2 separate regions of the Anser cygnoides genome follow, and region 1 is linked to region 2. The links are chromatin contacts, called in public Hi-C maps. All regions are on one chromosome and are shown on one strand. The core of a region is the stretch at or near the end of the contact, and the rest is flanking DNA. Distances in the headings are between cores, read along the strand shown. Region 1 overlaps DOCK7 (dedicator of cytokinesis 7). Region 2 holds the start of USP1 (ubiquitin specific peptidase 1).

The links. Hi-C and Micro-C count contacts between places; a contact is called where the count stands out from the background.
Region 1: a contact with region 2 is called in a Hi-C map of liver, with 14 times the contacts expected there. The contact joins the enhancer-like site here to the promoter of USP1 in region 2. A contact is called at or near these places in 3 of 7 Hi-C or Micro-C datasets (all in liver).

Annotation. Positions count from the first base shown.
Region 1 is chr8:30,865,046-30,867,745 of Taihu_goose_T2T_genome, reverse strand. It overlaps DOCK7 (dedicator of cytokinesis 7), which reads left to right. Exons shown (of 47, transcript XM_048062223.2): 28 at 1,607-1,776; 29 at 2,579-2,700. Among named protein-coding and RNA genes, the nearest start is that of ANGPTL3, 23 kb to the left of the region's middle. Within about 2 kb of position 1,310, at least 2 of the 3 cell types and tissues checked have open chromatin away from gene starts, as enhancers often do. A contact at or near this core is called in liver, where this site is marked.
Region 2 is chr8:30,823,490-30,826,273 of Taihu_goose_T2T_genome, reverse strand. USP1 (ubiquitin specific peptidase 1) reads right to left here and starts at 1,400. Exons shown (of 8, transcript XM_067001729.1): 1 at 1,239-1,400; 2 at 895-1,086; 3 at 1-61. The coding sequence starts at 1,064.

The DNA of each region.
Region 1 (2,700 bases), core at 61-2,560, 42 kb before region 2:
AGTGCTGTGATGCTTTGATTATTTGAGCATAATAATAATTATTGCTCATTTCATAGTGCCTACATTGCCCATAATGAGCAACGTTACAGGTCAGAAGTGAGAAAATCAAAATTTGACCCTCAGTATTCACTGACAAATGTCATTTTTCCAGAAGTGTGTGTTGTTGACCCAAATTCATGCCAGGGCTGAGAAGTCAGAGGGGCTGGCTGGAGGGTGGCAAGATCGATTCATTGCATTATCAGCCAGAAAGATTAGCAGGTCACATTTCCTCCTTGATACAGATCGATCTACCACAGTACCTGTTCTGTTCAGGAAAAGGGGAAAAATATCCATGTAGCCCTAAGTTTTAATGACATTGCCGTGTCTGAATGTGTTTTCCCTGTACGTAGCTCCATGGCCTGCAGGATAGCTTCCTTTCAGCTGTTCACACGTGGCCTAGATGCCACTCCTTCAGAATAACACACAGACTTCTCTTTAACCTTAATTTGAAGGAGTCGGTCAGTTATATATGAAGTATAGCTTCAACTAGCTAATGACCTCCTAACCTCTGCTGGTGTCTTTATAATCATTTTAACCCCCCGACAACCCAGTCAGAATCTCTCATCTTTTTTAACCAGAACTCAACTCTACTTTTCAGGTAAAGTGGATACTGCCTGAAATTCGGCCCTTGTTTTAATACCTCAGGTTTGAACACTGAAGCTTATGTTTTGCTACTGCATAATGTATGAGCTTCCTTGGCTGCTTCGTGCATGGGGTAGAGTTGTCTTCCTGGGCTGGTTTGCCTCCAGAAGCAAATAGCCATAGAGACACGTGCTATTTGCTCTGGGAGAGTTTTGCCTCTGTGTGGTGGCTGAGGGGATTGAAAAGGGGCAGAGCGAGTTCTTGAGAGATTCAGAGGAGTTTGTGTTCACAAGCCATGAGCACCAAGTAGGCTCACGCAAGGTGTCCTGCAAAAGGGAATGGTGCTGGGGCTCTGACGTGAATTGCATCTTAATAATAGGGAAGGCCACTTCTTGCTGTTTTTTCCTTCTACCTCTCCATTTCTTTGACATTTTTAATTCAGAGTTACTGATCTGTAGTCTACTGTTTTGGCTGAATAATTGCATGGGGGTTCAGGGAACGGAGGCAGAAACCTACTGATCATTTGATAAAAGCAAAGTTCTGTCTTAGGAGGGCTTTTCTCTGTAAATAGTGTTAAATAGAAACAAAAAAAGAGCACTACAAATAGTTTCACTAAACCCACTGTCCTCTCAAGTTTCTCTCCCTGTCTTCTCTACTCCCCAGGTTCTCCTAACGTTCTCCAGTTGATTCAATCCTTCAACATAGCAGAAGTTGGGGCTTTGTTTTTGTATGGAAAATATGAGTGTTCGCATTATATTGCGTGTGCACCTCAGCAAGATATTTCTGTACATTTTATGTGGCATGGGCAAAAGCCAGCCATTTATAAAATCCAGGGGAGATCAAAGAATACGCGTAATGGTGGTTTAAGTGAAGTTAAAAATAAAAACCGGGATTTTTTTTTCTTTTTTTGAAACCTCTCAGTTACAAAGTATAGTTTGCTTTGAAGGTATTAACTAATCTGTGTGACCCAACTCTCTTTTAACAGTTTATTTGGATTGCATAAGAAGGTCATCAACATGGTACACAATTTACTGTCCAGTCACGACTCGGATCCGCGGTACGCTGACCCGCAGGTAAAGGCCCGGGTTGCAATGCTGTACCTACCTCTGATTGGCGTGATCATGGAAACCGTGCCTCAGCTCTATGACTTTACAGGTATTTTACATTCTGTGCCTTGAATATTCATCTGCTCACAAGATTTGAGTGTTGTCTTTTTTTTTTCTAAAATTGAACAACAAATCCCTTTGCTGTTGGATGAGTTTGTTTGTATTTTGAAGTATTTGTAACTGACATGTTTTTGAAACCACACTTGCAAAATATATCCAACAGTATATCCAAGTTCAACAAGTGAACACTCAGAAGCTGCATTTGCCTACTTGTTTGCATGAAGTGAAAAACTAGCAATGCATTTTAGTTGCTGTCTGGCTGTTGTCTGTATGTGCCCAGCCAGCCTCCCTGCTCTGACTGGCTTTAGAAGTCATTCCATGTACTGTACAAGTCTCAGAAAAATTACAAAGGATAAGCAGACTGTGCTTTATCAGCAGCTCATTTCAGGTGTGCTTTGCACAGTGTCCTGCAGAACCCCAGAGGTGGGATGCATCAGTTCAGGGCAAGGGAGTCTGATCTAGAGTAATTTCAAATTGGGAGTCATCGCTGTCCTTTGAGTTTGATGACATAGTAAAGCTGCAAGTAAGGATTTGGAGTGGAGTATTCAAAGGTGTAAAAAGTCTGTTTTCAGAAGGGTTCTAGATACTGAAGTTGTGTAGGTTGTATTTGAAGATGGGTATTTGCTTTGCTTTGCATAACCTCATATAACAGTCAGTCCTGTATACTGCAGGACCCTATCTGTGAGTGTGATGATTTTCAGTTTGCATTTCCAGACAGTTCAATGAAACGAGTGCTGGGGAGAGCCACTTTGAATTTGGGGATTTACTGGGATGCATGTGTTTCTTGGCAGAGAGTCACAACCAGCGAGGGAGACCAAGCTGCGTCGCTGTTGATGATTATGAAAGCGAGGGTGGCAGCATGATAAGCCAGACAGTTGCCATGGCCATCGCAGGAACATCGGTCCCTCAGCTC
Region 2 (2,784 bases), core at 151-2,650:
GTTGTCTTTCTTCTCACAGCTGACAAGCAACGGAGGCTGTGCTGCAGGAACAACCTGGTCACTATAAAACAGTGAAAACAGAATTAATGACTAACGAGCACAGATGAAAACGGTGTCAAGGCATTTCTGAGAATCTCTACATGGCTACTCCAGGCACTCAAAGAGAGGCCAACTCCACCGTAACCCTTCTTTCTAGCAACCTACTCAAAAAGAGGCAGGTTTACGAGAGGCGTGTGTCTGCCATTACTCCCAACACCCACCTCTCAAGAAGCGGAGTGATTTAAGGCACCAGTAAAGCTCTCTTTACAATACTTTTGTGTGTTCTTTGTTCATTCTTAGTGCAGCTCCAAGAAAAACGCTATGTGTGCAGCACATATTTTCTATTACTGTCCCTTGCTCCAGATTCATATCACTTCATTGCTGGGAGCATAACAAGCAAATAAATATAGAAGGGGGGAAAAAAATAACAAAAAACCTGGCGCATTACACACAGCGCTGATGCACTGTACTGATACACCAGACAGAACCACGTCTCAAAGCCTCCAACACGTTTATCGCAATGAGGCAATTTTCCTTCTCCCATTTCACTTCCTCACTAGCTGCAGGGAGACGAGCTGCCGAGTTCACCCAGGGCTCAAACACCCAACAATAACGCACGGCAGTGAGCGGTGGACTCGGTGCTTTTACTCCCAGCATAAGGGACCTTCCATATCCAATGTTTTTTCTGCAGGATTCATTTTGTAAAAGCGACAATTTTAAAGTTTCGATACTTCAGCAGAAGGGGAATCGCTTTCTATCGAGCTGAGCTGAGGGAAACTTTGTCTGAACCTCCCGAGGCAGCCGCCGGCAGCCCGGCCGTGCCGCCGCCCCCCCGCCCCCCGGCTCCCCACGCACACGTCGGCTCCCCGCGGCTCGGGGCTGCTCCCGCCGCCGTCCTGCGGCTCGGCGAAGTCCAGCGCCCGCTTGGCCTCCTTCTTCTGGAACAGCTTCAGCGACAGCCGGCTCCGCTTCGACGGGCTGCCCCGCAACGCCGCTCCGCTCTCGCTGGGGAGCACCCCGGGCATCTTCCCGGCCGGGAAACGCCACCTGCGGCGGGCACACACGGGGCGGCGTCGGACCGGCACCGGCACCCTGGGAGCGGCCCCGGCCCCTCAGCCCCGTCCCTCACGGCCCCGGCCCCACCGCCCCCACCGCCCCCGTGGCCCGCCCCGGCCCCTCAGCCCGGTCCCGGCGCTCACCGCTACATGGCGGCCCTGCGCGTCCCGTCACGGCCCGGCCCGGCCCGTCACGGCCCCGCCGCCCCCGCCCGCCGGGGGCCGTCGCTATGGAGACCGCGGGCCCCGGCCGCGCCGCCCGCCCCGCCACGGGAAACTTGGCGCGTTTGCCTTGCCGCCAGGACCCCCGCCCGCCGCGCTCCTCGCGCCCAGCCGCCGCGGGCTGCCCTGATCAAACGCCCGACACGGAGCCGAAGGCGAGGCTCGCTGGCACCGCGGGGGCATGGTGGCCGTCGGGCTTCACCCGCTCGCTGGGCGGGGGAGGCAAAGCAATGCCTCAGCGAGCGCTCTGCCGGCGGTACCGGCGCCGAACCGCTGTCTCCGCCGTCAGGCAGTGCGGCGGGCAGCCCGCGGGGTCCTGCCTGAGCGCGCGCGGGCGCTGGCAACGGCCTAGGCAAAGGCCCGGGACTCGCGCCGGGGGAAGGGGGGGGGGGGGGGGGCGGCTGGGCCGAACCATTCCGCAAGGACACCCCCGCCCCCCCCCTCCGGAGGCGGAGGTGGATTGATCCAAAGGAAGCCCCGCCCCTCCCCGCCTCAGCCAATCACAGCGGGAGGCGCCGTGAGGCGGCCGCCGGCCCGCAGCGCCCCCGCGCGGCTGGTTGGGGGGGGGGGGCGGCAGCTGCCTGCTGTGAGGAAAAGCTCGGCTGCCTCAGCGGCGGGGAGCGAGCGTTCGGACTTCTTAATAAAAATAATTAAACTGATTTCCAACCCAGCGCCAGTCGTACACGAAACGAACATCTGCACAACACAGAACCGCCCTGTTTATTCAGTAATTCGTCCGTGGCTCCACATGCTGAGAATCACAAGCTCTCGCCTGCACATCCATTGCTGCTCGCATACTTCACAAATTTGGGGGGCTCTGAGAACTGGTCCATATTTACTCCTTATAAGGTCCATTTTTCACAGTTATTCTCTCGTGGGACTTAGTGTGAGATGGGAGAAATATGGCAATGTCACCACAGTAAATATTTCTTATGAAGCATAAATTGGCTATATTAGGTCTGTACACTACAATGCTATGTAATTGAATATTGCTCCAAAATGTCAGAAATCTTTTAAAGGTTCACCTTTTATCTGAGAACTAAGGAGTTCTGTGTGGCACGCAAAGCTTTTAGGCACTGGTGTTACCAGTTGCGTTACGAGAAAAGCCTGGTAAGCCAGGACACTTGTTCATTTAGATCACATCTGTGACTCACAGGAAAACTTTGGTAAAAAAATTCCACCTTACTCACTAAGATATTTTACCCGTTTAGCTTCATAACCGACTTTCAGCCATGCCCAGGCATTGGCCTTAGCTCCACACCATTTTCTGAAAGCTGTTAGTGCTGACCCCGTCCTCGCCACGTGCCTGTGTTTTACTCCCATCCCTTCAGGCAGCTCCCCAGTTGCTCATGTTTATGTCTTTGGGTTTCCTGCACAGCAATGTATAACTTTGCAATTTGCTGTGTCAGATGTGTAAGTGATAGAACAAAATTAGAAGCCTGGCTCTTAGACTAAAGAGTGTTTTTTA